Regions from separate parts of the Hordeum vulgare genome. Here region 2 is linked to region 1. A link is a contact called in public Hi-C data. All regions are on one chromosome and are shown on one strand. The core of a region is the stretch at or near the end of the contact, and the rest is flanking DNA. Distances in the headings are between cores, read along the strand shown.

What was found. Hi-C and Micro-C count contacts between places; a contact is called where the count stands out from the background.
Region 2: a Hi-C map of seedling shows a contact between it and region 1, with 4 times the contacts expected there. The contact joins the promoter of LOC123409644 here to the promoter of LOC123407768 in region 1. A contact is called at or near these places in 2 of 6 Hi-C or Micro-C datasets (leaf and seedling).

Annotation. Positions count from the first base shown.
Region 1 is chr7H:568,643,254-568,649,673 of MorexV3_pseudomolecules_assembly, reverse strand. It overlaps LOC123407768 (protein CHLOROPLAST IMPORT APPARATUS 2-like), which reads left to right and starts at 3,340. Exons shown (of 3, transcript XM_045100973.1): 1 at 3,340-5,372. The coding sequence starts at 4,221.
Region 2 is chr7H:568,898,046-568,904,465 of MorexV3_pseudomolecules_assembly, reverse strand. LOC123409644 (probable carboxylesterase 15) reads left to right here and starts at 3,611. Exons shown (of 1, transcript XM_045102501.1): 1 at 3,611-4,929. The coding sequence starts at 3,755. The coding sequence ends at 4,756.

The sequences.
Region 1 (6,420 bases), core at 2,091-4,590:
TGATGGCGACCAAAGCATCGAGGACGGGTGAGACAGTGAAAAAAACAAGAGCTGCCGAGGGCCAGCGAGATGGCCTCGGCCCGCATCTGCAACACCATGAAAGACTCAATGTCTGAACAAAAGAAAAGAAAGGCTGGATTTATGATGCAGATTCAAGAAGATACATACGAGATGATTAAGGTGTCGGTTATGAACATCACCAAGGACGTCCCTGCCGCCTCAGTGCATGCACAGAACCTGAGGCTCGTGTTTCCGCAGCCTCGCGCTGACCAGCATCTGCTCTTCAGCCAGCCACCTCGCAGATTTGTGAGCGTTAATACGCCATTATGCCCTGGCAAATGACAATATATTTCTGATCATTTAAGATTCTGGCTACAATAGGAGGAAGACGTAGGTGGCAGGAGAAGCATATGCCCCTGACCGTTGTGTAGACAACTCTGTACATGCATATACAATACATATAATTATTACAATTGCCAGTTGAATAGCAAATTTAGTTAGAATTTCATGTCGCCATCAAATCCTAATGTAATAAGATTAAGAAAATTCTATTTACCAAATCTAATAAACACAATGGCTAGAACAAAGAATAGTTGTACCTACATAAAATTATAAAATGCACACGAACAGGTCCACACGAACAGAGTCAACCAAAGGGTTTAATCCGCAACCTCACCATCATCCTGAGATCGTTGCTATCCATCTAGAGGCAAATCCATCAGCGCTATGGAGTATGGCTATAGAAAATATTGAGTCAGTCAGTGAGATCGAGGTTTTAAGAAAATCCATTCATGGAGCAAGGGAGGGGGAGCAGACTAGTAACAGGGGGAAGGAGCAGAGTGGGAGGAGGTCCAGGCCGCCGTCACCATGGGATGTGAGTCCTCCCCGCATCTGGGAAGGTGCCGCGATCCCGCATTGGAGCGTGGCAGCGCCCGTGGCTAGGGCAAAGAGGAGGGCCGGCGCATGGAGGAGCGACTAGAGGCAGCGAAATTGGTGGGGAGCGGCGGCGGCGTGGGAGGAAGGAGTCGACGGGGTCGAGGTAGTTGTGCCCTCGTGGGAGATCGAGGGTCGCCGGCTTGGATGACAAGGAAGGCGACGCGACTCCTGGAGATGTTCTTTTAGGGGTGGCTCCTGGAGTCCTCAAGAAGTGGTGGTGGGCTGGGTTGTATTTGGTTAGTGATCTCGGCGGCGAGACGTGGTCCAATTTACCAGAGGGCTCAGTTTTGGCTCCTGGAGTAGCAGCCCCTAGGACAGCTGGGCCACTAATCTTTATAGTTAGCCCATGCGGTGGAGAGCATTCAGATCCGACGGACAGAAACTGCTAGATCGTGAAAACGAACGACCAGAGTCGCAAGGCGAGATGTGGTCCAATTTACCAGAGGGCTCAGTTTTGGCTACTGGAGTAGCAGCCCCTAGGATAGCTGGGCCACTAATCTTTATAGTTAGCCCATGCGGTGGAGAGCATTCAGATCCGACGGACAGAAACTGCTAGATCGTGAAAACGAACGACCAGAGTCGCAAGGCGAGACGTGGTCCAATTTACCAGAGGGCTCAGTTTTGGCTACTGGAGTAGCATCCCCTAGGACAGCTGGGCCACTAATCTTTATAGTTAGCCCATGCGGTGGAGAGCATTCAGATCCGACGGACAGAAACTGCTAGATCGTGAAAACGAACGACCAGAGTCGCAAGGCGAGATGTGGTCCAATTTACCAGAGGGCTCAGTTTTGGCTACTGGAGTAGCAGCCCCTAGGATAGCTGGGCCACTAATCTTTATAGTTAGCCCATGCGGTGGAGAGCATTCAGATCCGACGGACAGAAACTGCTAGATCGTGAAAACGAACGACCAGAGTCGCAAGGCGAGACGTGGTCCAATTTACCAGAGGGCTCAGTTTTGGCTACTGGAGTAGCATCCCCTAGGATAGGTGGGCCACTAATCTTTATAGTTAGCCCATGCGGTAGAAAGCATTCAGATCCGACGGACAAAAACTGCTAGGTCGTGAAAACGAACGACCAGAGTCTCAAGGCGAGACGTGGTCCAATTTACCAGAGGGCTCAATTTTGGCTACTGGAGTAGCAGCCCCTAGGATAGCTGAGCCACTAATCTTTATAGTTAGCCCATGCGGTGGAGAGCATTCAGATCCGACGGACAGAAACTGCTAGATCGTGAAAACGAACGACCAGAGTCGCAAGGCGAGACGTGGTCCAATTTACCAGAGGGCTCAGTTTTGGCTACTGGAGTAGCATCCCCTAGGATAGGTGGGCCACTAATCTTTATAGTTAGCCCATGCGGTAGAGAGCATTCAGATCCGACGGACAAAAACTGCTAGGTCGTGAAAACGAACGACCAGAGTCTCAAGGCGAGACGTGGTCCAATTTACCAGAGGGCTCAGTTTTGGCTACTGGAGTAGCATCCCCTAGGATAGCTGGGCCACTAATCTTTATAGTTAGCCCATGCGGTGGAGAGCATTCAGATTCGACGGACAGAAACTGCTAGATCGTGAAAACGAACGACCAGAGTCGCAAGGCGAGACGTGGTCCAATTTACCAGAGGGCTCAGTTTTGGCTACTGGAGTAGCAGCCCCTAGGATAGGTGGGCCACTAATCTTTATAGTTAGCCCATGCGGTGGAGAGCATTCAGATCCGACGGACAGAAACTGCTAGATCGTGAAAACGAACGGCCAGAGTCGCAAATCGCTGATTGAGCTCAGTTTAGGCTCAGTTTTACTATCCTTAATTAACGAAGGGTTAAAACAGACACATCCATGGTACTACAAAATTACAAACACGTCACATGGTCACCATCTCTACGCCGCGGTCAAGGTTACACGTGTGCGTACGTGCGTGGGCGCGCGAGATAGCATAGCAGTACTAGCACAATGTGAGTCCACCGGTTAGCTAGGACGACGACCGGCGCGCCCACACGTGTACGTGCGTGGAATACGTAGCGGTAGTGCCAGTCCCCACGCCGCACCCACACAAGCCCCGTTCCTCTCGAGGAAACCTCGCACGACACGTGAGAGCTCAGCCCCACGGTGCTACTGCTACACCTACACAGGAGAAGTGTCGTGGTGCGCAGGTAGGTAGGGCCCGCAAGGAAGAGGTGGAGCAAGACAGGGACAAGCGAAAGCGAGCCGCCCAGCTCCGTCCGCGTCCCAACCAACCAACGGACGACTGTTCGTTAGGTTATACTACTATTAGGGTTATAATTAACATCCTTTTCTTTTCTCTTCTTTTCTTCCGATTCCGTGTCTCGTTTCTCGTCTCGATCGCTAGGGCCTGACGGTGACCCTACTGGTACTAGTACCAGTAGTAGTATCTTACTGCAGCCGCCTGCCGGCGTAACGCATCCGCTGGTTTGATGAGCGATTGATTTGATTGCTCCACCGCCGCCTCCGCTTCTGTGTTTTCTCCGTCCGTCCGTCCGTCCAGTCCAACGCCTCGCATGTCCCCGGCCCGTCCAGCACCCCTGACCGCTCCCGGGTTTTGTACCGCTCCCGTTGGTTCTTCTTCCTCCTCCTCCTCCTCTTCCTCTTCGCTTGCGATCGATCTCCTACGCTCGATCCAAAAACAAAAAAGAAGAAGGAAAGAAAAAAGGAAACGGCAGCGAGGCAGCAGACGGAGAGCGTGTGGGCTCTTGATTATCTTTGGATTGATTGATGAGCCGCGCCCGTTGCCCGAGGCCGCTAGTGGCGAACCCGTGAGCCCGTGACGCCCTGCTCCCTCCCTGCTTCCTTCCTCTGCCCCCGCCTGCTCTGCTTCCCTCGGCTCGGTGCCCTGCTCATCGCCTTTCCCACCAGGATCCCATTTCTTTTCTCTTTTCTCTCCTCCCGCCGGCCGTCCTCCCTTCCCCTCTCCTCAGCCGCAGAGCGTCGGCGGCCTCCAAGCGCTGGCTGGTGGTGTCTTTCTAGGCAAGAAACAATCCCTCGGTTTCCACGCACGCTTTGGTGGACTTTACCCTTTCCTCTGCTTCCCTCCCCCCTGGTTTTCTGCCTGGCTGCGGAGGGTTTGGTGGGGGTTTGGGGGGCCTTTCCTGGCTGGCGGCGCATCTATGCAGCGATTTCCTCCTCCCCCTCCTGCCATTTCGGGTCCAGATTGATTCATCCCCGCCCGGATTTCGGTCAATCAGATCGCTCGCCACCCGTCTTCTCCCGTCCTCGGGGCCGGAAATTTCCCCCCTTTCTCTCTAGGGGGCTCCGCCCCGCCCGCCCGCGCTCCGATCGATGGCGTCGTCCTGCATCCCGACGGGCATCCGGCTGCCGGACCTGGACATGGTCAAGGCGGCGGCGGCGGCCGGGGCCGGGGTGGGGCCGCCGGGCGCGGGGCCGCTGCGGCCGGCGCACTCCTCGGCGTCCTCGGCGCTCTCCGACGCCTCCAACTCCTCCTCGGCCTCCTCGCTCTCGCTCAAGCGGGCGCGCACGCCGCGGAAGCGCCTCAACCAGACCTACAACGAGGCGGCCGCGCTGCTCGCCTCCATGTACCCCTCCGTCTTCCCCGCCGGGGACAGGGCGCCGCCGTCGCCGAGGCTCCTCGGCCTCGCCTCCGCGCTCGCCGACGACCCCTCCCGCGCCGACCTCCTCCCGCCCTTCCCCGTCCTCGGCAACGCCGCCTGCCTCCTCCGCGACGCCGCGCCGATGCAGTCGCCCACGCCGCGGAGCCCCGTGCTCGCCAGGGCCTGCCCGTCGCCGGCGGCCGTCAGCAGCGCCTTCACCGAGTTCCGCGACTCCGCGCCGTCCCCGGGGACCCCCGACGGCGCCGCCGGCGCGGACGGGCCCGGGGAGCTCGACTTTGAGGATGATGACGACAGCTTCGACGCAGACTCCTTCCTCCTCGGCGGCGCCGATGAGGGCGCGGCGGCCGAGGGGATCGACGGCATCATGGGCAAACTCAGTATGGAAAACGGCAGCGATGCTTCGACTATCAACCGCGTCCTCTCCAGCTCCGGCATAGACCCCTACATCAGAAACCTCATGGTGCTCGGGCTCGGGTTCCGGCGCTCACGGTCTAACATCAAGCAGGCACTGAAGCGGCAGGACGATGACAGCGAATGGTGGATGTGCCCTGCCATCCCATTGAAGGACATTATGCCAGTGCCTCCTCCATCAATGGCGCCGCCGCCGCCCCCGGTGGAGAAGAAAAAGAAGAAGACTAAGAAGAAGGCGTTGAAGGACATAGCTGCCGGACCATGCATTACATGTCTTAAGGAGGAAATTCCTGACCCTGCTTATGGGGATGATGGGATTTTTGGACTGAAGGCGCCCAAGACAGGGTTGGGCCTGAGCCTCAACACCGAGGAGGTGCTCAAGGCGTGGTATGACAGAGGCTCTGTGTTCGCTGACGGCAACATACCTGATGCGTCATCCGCTGACTGGCTGGTAAGAATTTATAGTTTCTTTAGATAATTTTGGTATTCCTCTTCATGTGTCAATGACACAAGTGATCGATTGAAATGCCTGCACTGCATTAGAACTTAATTTTGATTAGCTGCTGGTCTCTGCTAGGGAAAAAAAATCCTCCACTAGAGCTAATTTGATAAATACTACTCCTATATGATAATTTCATCTTCTCAGTACATTATTAAGGAAAACAGGGCATCACATCCAAGTTTTTAATCATTTGGAGTGTGTAGATGGAAGAAGGAAAACAAATCTTCGATCCACGTTGTCCCATTGTAGTATCTTATTAGTGGTGATTCTTCATTTTGTTTTATATGCAATACTACCCATTGTAACTCAAAATTCCAATATCTTATTCTGGTCTACAGTGTATCTCCTTGAGCCATAATCTTCAGGAAATGCTTCTTTGGGTGAGCCTGGATTCTCAGGCTCATTTGCAGTAAAGAATATTAGGAATAAGTTCTTACAGAATGAATACATGTTTGCATCAGTTTAATCAGAACAAGGGAAAATATATCAAAAGTTCTTCTTTTCACTAGTCTGAACACCAAAGAAAGATTGTTTCTCCAACAACTAATTTTGATACCTCTGTCCATTGCTCACGCCGCTTTGTGGAAATACTCTTAACAATAGTAAACGCACGAGAGAAATGAGCTTTATAACAACTCTACGTTAGCTGAACCTTTCAATGAGTGATGGCTTATCTCAACTGTGTCACATCGGACAACTAAATACATTAAGGCATGCAACGGATATCTTTCCTTTTGATAGGGAGTGGTTGGGCTCAAACTGGTGCTTTTGGACCCATAGACACATCTACTATGACATATTATACCCTGTATTAATTTGATTTTTTCTCCCTGAAGATTTCCTTAGCAAGTGGCAAATGTATTTTCTACAATTTTTGGGATTGCATCTATTGGATCGATCAGTTTTAGATGTTTTTGTACAGCCAATTTTTATACGACAGTTGCATTATTTCATAGAAAGTATTGCTATCAGGGAGCATGGTTTACGCAGCCATAAA
Region 2 (6,420 bases), core at 2,362-4,861, 250 kb before region 1:
TCCCCCTCCTGGGGCGCCGGCTCGGTCTCGCCCTCCGTCGGCAACCTCCACATCTTGTGCTCGATCATGCCGTGCTCCACCAGCTCCAGCATGTCCTCCTCCGTCACCGTGGAGGGGAGGAAATCCCCCTGGATCCAGCCCGCCGGCAGTGCTCGCTGCCGCCGCTGAGCAGGAGCCGCCGCCTTCTTCATCTTCCGTGCCTCGAGCTTGCTCGTCTGCCCCTTTGTCATGGTGGAGGCTGCAGATCCGCGGGGGAGGGGTAGAAGGAAGGAGCTCGGGATGCGCAGGAGGTCGCGAGAGAAGCGGGGCAAGTGCGAGCTATCAGGCGAGTGCAACGAAAAACCCTCACTGTAGAGGTTTAAATAAGGTTCCGACTAGGTCACTAGCAGGTGGCCCCGAAATCTTATCCCCCGACCGTCTGCTGCGATATTAGTGGAGGAGATAAAGGCGTGGAAAATGAGGCGGCAGATACTACTCGATTACGATGTCGTCATCCCCGCTCGACGCGCGGCAACCGAAATTTGAGGATCCCGGAAAATCCGCCGATGTCAGTTGACTGGTCACGTCAAAAGATACCACGGAAGCACTCGGTCCCTGACGGTTCGTTTCACAAATACATCCACTCGGATCACTGGTCAAGAGAATAAAATGGATCGAGGCAAACAACGCTAAAGTCGCGCCCATACCAGTCGGATCCGTACTTCAAGCATCGCTTCGTCGTTCCAACCCCAATCCATTCGGGGACTAATGATGGGGTTATTGTCCTAGGGTAGGGTCATAGATCTGCCCTATAGGTCCTACCCAAGGACTACCCTTCATAAGGGATAAGGCCCTTAGTCAGTTCCGACTGAATTAAGGACTTCCCATCATCCAGTCGGTGACAATTCCTCCATCATCCAGTCGGAGATGAGCATTCGGAGCATATCAAACTTACCGACTGGATTTCACTCTGTACATCGTAACCCCCCTGGAGGGCAACGGTCATACGTTTCCACGTACCTTTATTAGCATTTAAGACATACGTTACCTGTAACGTAGGCATTTATTCGCCACTAATCCACCCCTGCGCACCGAACCGTTGTGAAGGACAGCGCACTCTATATAAGCCGTCCTTCCCCACTGGTGCAGGGGTTAGCAATTCACTGTAATCCATATTCCACTCGACAACAAGCTCCCAATAGCACTGAGACGTAGGGCTTTTACCTCCACCGTAGAGGGGCCTGAACTCATACAACCTCGCCGTAGCTAAGGCTCTGCCCATCCTTTCGTACCCTACACATCTACTCTCAGACTTATACCCACGACAACGGACAAAACCCCTTTTTGTTCTTCTATTTCGCATTTTTTCTAATTTTTTTTCTCTTTTGCCTTTATTTCGATAAACTTTGCACAAATGTTAATCATAGATTCAAGAAATATCAAATTTATAGACAAAAATGTTTCCATATATATATATAAATGTACAGTGCGTATGGACAATAAATAATACTCCCTTTGTAAACTAATATAAAAGTGTTTAGATAACTAAAATAGTGATCTAAACGCTCTTATATTAGTTTCCGGATGGAGTATATTTTTCTTTTATTTTGAAAAATATTAATCATGTATTTAAAAAACTTTAAATGTGCATAGAAAAATGTTTCCGGTGTATAAGAAAACATATACAAAAATATATAATGTGTATGGAACAAAGTAGACATAAAAAATAGAACTTTTCAAAAATGTTAATCGTGTATTTGAATAATGTAAAACATGTATAGAAAAAATGTTCATGATGCATACAAAATATGTAAAATGTGTATTAAAAAATTAGACATCAAAACTCAATAATGTTTCTGATGTCACACGCAAAAAAATGATTCTAATGTATAAAAATATACAATGTTGTTTATACAAGCTTTACGTAAACAAATGGCTTAGCTTTGATTTTTCATATATATATAAACTGTTTTGCTAATTATTTTTTTTAAGAATATCGATATTCATACGCAACCTCGAACATTTGGTATGCATGTACTTACAAATTGATTATTTTCGATGAAGATGTCTAACATGTTTGCAACCAAATTAAGACTTTACTTATAGATTACAAATGCAAACACATATATCAGCAAGATAAAAATAATGTTCTTATGCATATGCTATCATTAATTAACAAAACATACTTTGCCATTTTCATCATAATTCAAATAATGTTCATGCATTTCAAGAAATGTCCTAAAATTTTAAGAGCATAATGTGATTATCACAATTGGAGATTATGAATTTTCCCCCTCGTTGCAACGCACGGGCCTTTTTTGCTATATATAATAAAGCACGCAATGCTTCTGTCGTCCGTCGTTGATTTGCTCCTAGAGTTCGCAGGAATTACGCCCATATGCCACCGGTAAGTGAGAAAAACGGTTCGTTTTCTTCTTTCTTTTAAAGTCAGGCGTTCGTCCATCTTCAATAAGGAACAATCCCTGAACATATTACAGTCATGCGAGCATCCTACTAGTTTAGGTCATGCTCTTTCATCTGGGAGACCCGAGTTCGATCCATGTTGCTGCCTTTTCTCCCTTATTATTTTTGCTTTCTAATTTCAGTATCTCTTTCACCTTTTTTTTCTTGATTGTACTACTTTTCAGGTTTTGATGACTAAAATTTCAGTACAAAACAAAGTCTGATAGTATATGCCATTTAGAGGAGTATTGCTGTCAACATTAACTTTTTGTTTTGTCCCTCAAGTTTTTCAGTTTTCTTCTAGATTTGAACGTGTTGTTGGTAGTTTGTCTTCATAGATTTTTCGTAGCAACTCGCAGAATATATTGTTATCAAATTCATAACTATGCCATGATAGTAAATTCCACCAAGAGCTCGGACGAGCAGACTGTCATTGGATCACATATCCTCATTTTTCTCCATCAAATTTCATTGGATATTTCTCCCAATTTAACTGAGAATAAACCAAACATCTGCTGAGTATTCCAATTGTGTAAAACTAATAAAATTAGTAGCAAGTTTAGGAAATTTGCTTCTGTTGTGTTGTATATTCATGTCATAATGACACTTTCATCATGGATAATTGTCCATCTTTCAAGTGAAATAATGTGTTTTGAAGTACAAGTGACTAAACAATGGTGATTTTTTTGCTTGAGCAATGAGAAAGCATTAAAATCCACATTAGATTTAAATAATGTGTTTTGAAATACAAGTGACTAAATAATGGTGATTGTTTTTTGCTTGAGCAATGAGAAGTCACTGAGATCCACATTAGACGTAACATGTTATTTATATTATATGCAGCTTTCTTGCATATAAATTATATATGAAAATGTAGACGTTGCAAATTTTAGATTTATTATGTGTGTCGACTCTGATATGTTCGCCGATTCAAGAAAAATAGCAAATAGTCTAAAATGTTCATGAATGTAAAAATATATTCCTGATTTTAGAAAATGTTTGCGAACTTGAATTTTTTTCATAATTTCAAATATTTTTAAAAAAATCATGATTTCACAAAAAATAGAGTGATAATGTATTTTGATGATGCAGCAAAATGTGGTTATGACCGTTGAAAATTGTGATATTTTTTTTCCGTTGCAACGCACGGACCGTTTTGCTAGTTAGATCTAATATAAAGTTATACTAAGGTTGAGACAGTTATTTTGGGACAGAGGCAACGTATATGCCCCCAAACTGAATATATATAGGTGCAGCCCGAGGCCGAAGGCTGTGCGCTTCGCAATCACTCGATAGTTCTTCGTCTTCAACAATGGCGTTCTTAGCGGATCCGACCGCACAGCCCTACGTCGTCGAGGATTGCCGCGGGGTGCTGCAGCTTCTCAGCGACGGTACAATCGTGCGCTCTACGGCCTTGCCCTTCCCTATCTGCAACGCCGAATATAACGACCACGACGGCGTCGAGTGGAAGGACGCCGTGTACGACACCGGCCTCGGCCTCGGCCTTCGTATGTACAAGCCGACGACGAATGCCGGTGAGGAGGGCAACAAGCTCCCCGTGCTCGTCTACTTCCACGGCGGGGGCTTCTGCATTGGCTCCTGCACGTGGCCCAACTTCCACGCCGGCTGCCTCCGCCTCGCCGCCGAGCTCCCCGCCGTTGTGCTCTCCTTCGACTACCGCCTCGCCCCTGAACACCACCTCCCCGCTGCCCACGAGGACGCCGCCGCGGCCCTCCTCTGGCTACGCAACGAGCTCGCTTCGGACCCGTGGCTCGCCGACGCGGCCGACCCACGCAAGGTGTTCGTCTCTGGCGAGTCTGCCGGTGGCAACATCGCGCACCACCTTGCCTTCCGTTTCGGCAAGGCAGGGCTGGACCCGATGAGGATCGAGGGGTACATCCTGCTCATGCCGGCATTCTGCTCGGAGCAGCCGACGCAGTCCGAGCTTGACTCAACGGCGACGGCGTTCCTGACTAGGGAAACCTGCGACAGGTACTGCCGCCTCTTCCTGCCCGCCGGAGCGAACAAGGACCACCCGCTGATGAACCCGCTCGGGCCGGACAGCCCAAGCCTTGAGACGATGGACGCCGGCCGCGTGCTCGTCGTGGCCGCGGAGGGCGACCTGCTGAGGGACAAGAACGTGGAGTACGCGGAGCGGCTGAGGGCGGCGCGGGGCAAGGAGAACGATGACGTCGAGCTCGTCGTGTTCGCCGGCGAGGAGCACGCGTTCTTCGGGGTGAAGCCCACGTCAGCGGCCACCGGCGAGCTCGTCCGGATCATCAGGCGGTTCATGGCCACGGAAGCAGCCTGCTGAGACAGGAGGACCGAGTGGCTGTCGTGCGTGGGAGGACTCGCTGTTGAGCGTGGAGGTTATCTTTTTTTTCTTTAGAGGAATTGTGGAGGTTATTATTTCTGCGTCGTGTCGTCTACATTTTCTGTGTGCTCCCTTATCTCCTCCTGCCCACAATAATCGCAACGATTTTGTCACATTGCCGTTGTCGTGGTTTCCGTTGCAGATTCTCGTTTGATTGCCACTGCCTCCGTTCGGATTTATCAGACGACTTTTTATTTTGCGTCAAAATTTAATAGGACGTGCTACGTGTTCGTCGGTTATTTTTTTAAAGGAAAAAAGTCCAAAACAAACTTTAAAGTTATAGACGAAAATTAAATCAAACCCTAAACTTTGAATCCCTGAAATCAGCACACCGAACTCATTGATCCGGACCCATTAAATCTTGACAGAACTTAGCCGGGATTTGCTGAATTGGGCCGGGCCCGTTAGCGCAGTTGCGCACGCGCACCCTCTGCTCTGTTTTTTTTTGTTTTTTCATTTTCTTTTTCTTCTCCACATGTGTATATATTTTTTTCAGTATCCAATGTACTCCCTTCGTTCCTAAATATAAGTCTTTTAAGCGATTTCACTAGGGGACTACATACGGACCAAAATGAGTGAATCTACACTTTAAAATATGTCTATATACATCCGTATTTAGTCCTCTAGTGGAATATCTAAAAACACTTATATTATGAAATGGATGGAATATTTTTTAACACATATGTATATTTTTGATAAACTTCCAATATTTTTCAACACATTATGTACATTTTAAAAGTACATCTTACAAAAAAAATACATGGTAATATTTTTCTAAATAAATATTTTAAATTTTATAAATAACAATAAACATTTTATAAAATTGATATTTTTTTTGAGGTATAAATAACAATAAACTTTGAATGTTTGGCGCTAGGATTATGCTCCTACAAATTTATAAAATGCATGTTGGACCAATACGAATAGCATTAAAAATACGAATAGAATTAAAAATACGAATAGAATTAAAAAAAAACCAAACATTTTTTGAAACAAAAAAGACATATAATTTGTGACAAAAATAGAAAACATAAATATTTTTAACTTCTGAACAATTTTAAAAATGTGCGAACTTTTTTTAAACTTCGTAATTTTTTTTGTTAGTGGGCCGGTCCAATTTTTGTCTATAAGAGTAGCAGCCTAGCAGGTTATCCCGGTCGGGATTGTGGTATTGCCAGAATCCCTGTGTGCCAAACGGGTCTAGGGTTTAAAATAGACCGGGATTACAAGTTCGGAGTACCAATTTCAGGGATTCAAAGTTCAGGGTTTGATCTAGCTTTCGTCTATAACTTCAAGGTTTGTTTTAGACTTTTTCCTTTTTTAAAAGATAATCATATCTTGCTTATCAACACCCTTCATTATTGCAAACAAACATGTGGTTGGATGGTTAGAACGACTATTGTATCCCTTACCCGTCAAAGTTCAAGTCCGAAATTTGACGTTGGTGCTTGCATTTTTATAAATTTAATTCAGGTCTTTCGACGATGTGTTTTCAGTGGGAGGAGACGTTCCCGTCGATAACGAAGATGTCAGTGGTAGGGGTGAGTGTACGCTCGTGTATATGAGCGACTTTGATTATACTCTGCTCAAAGAAAAAAAAACGC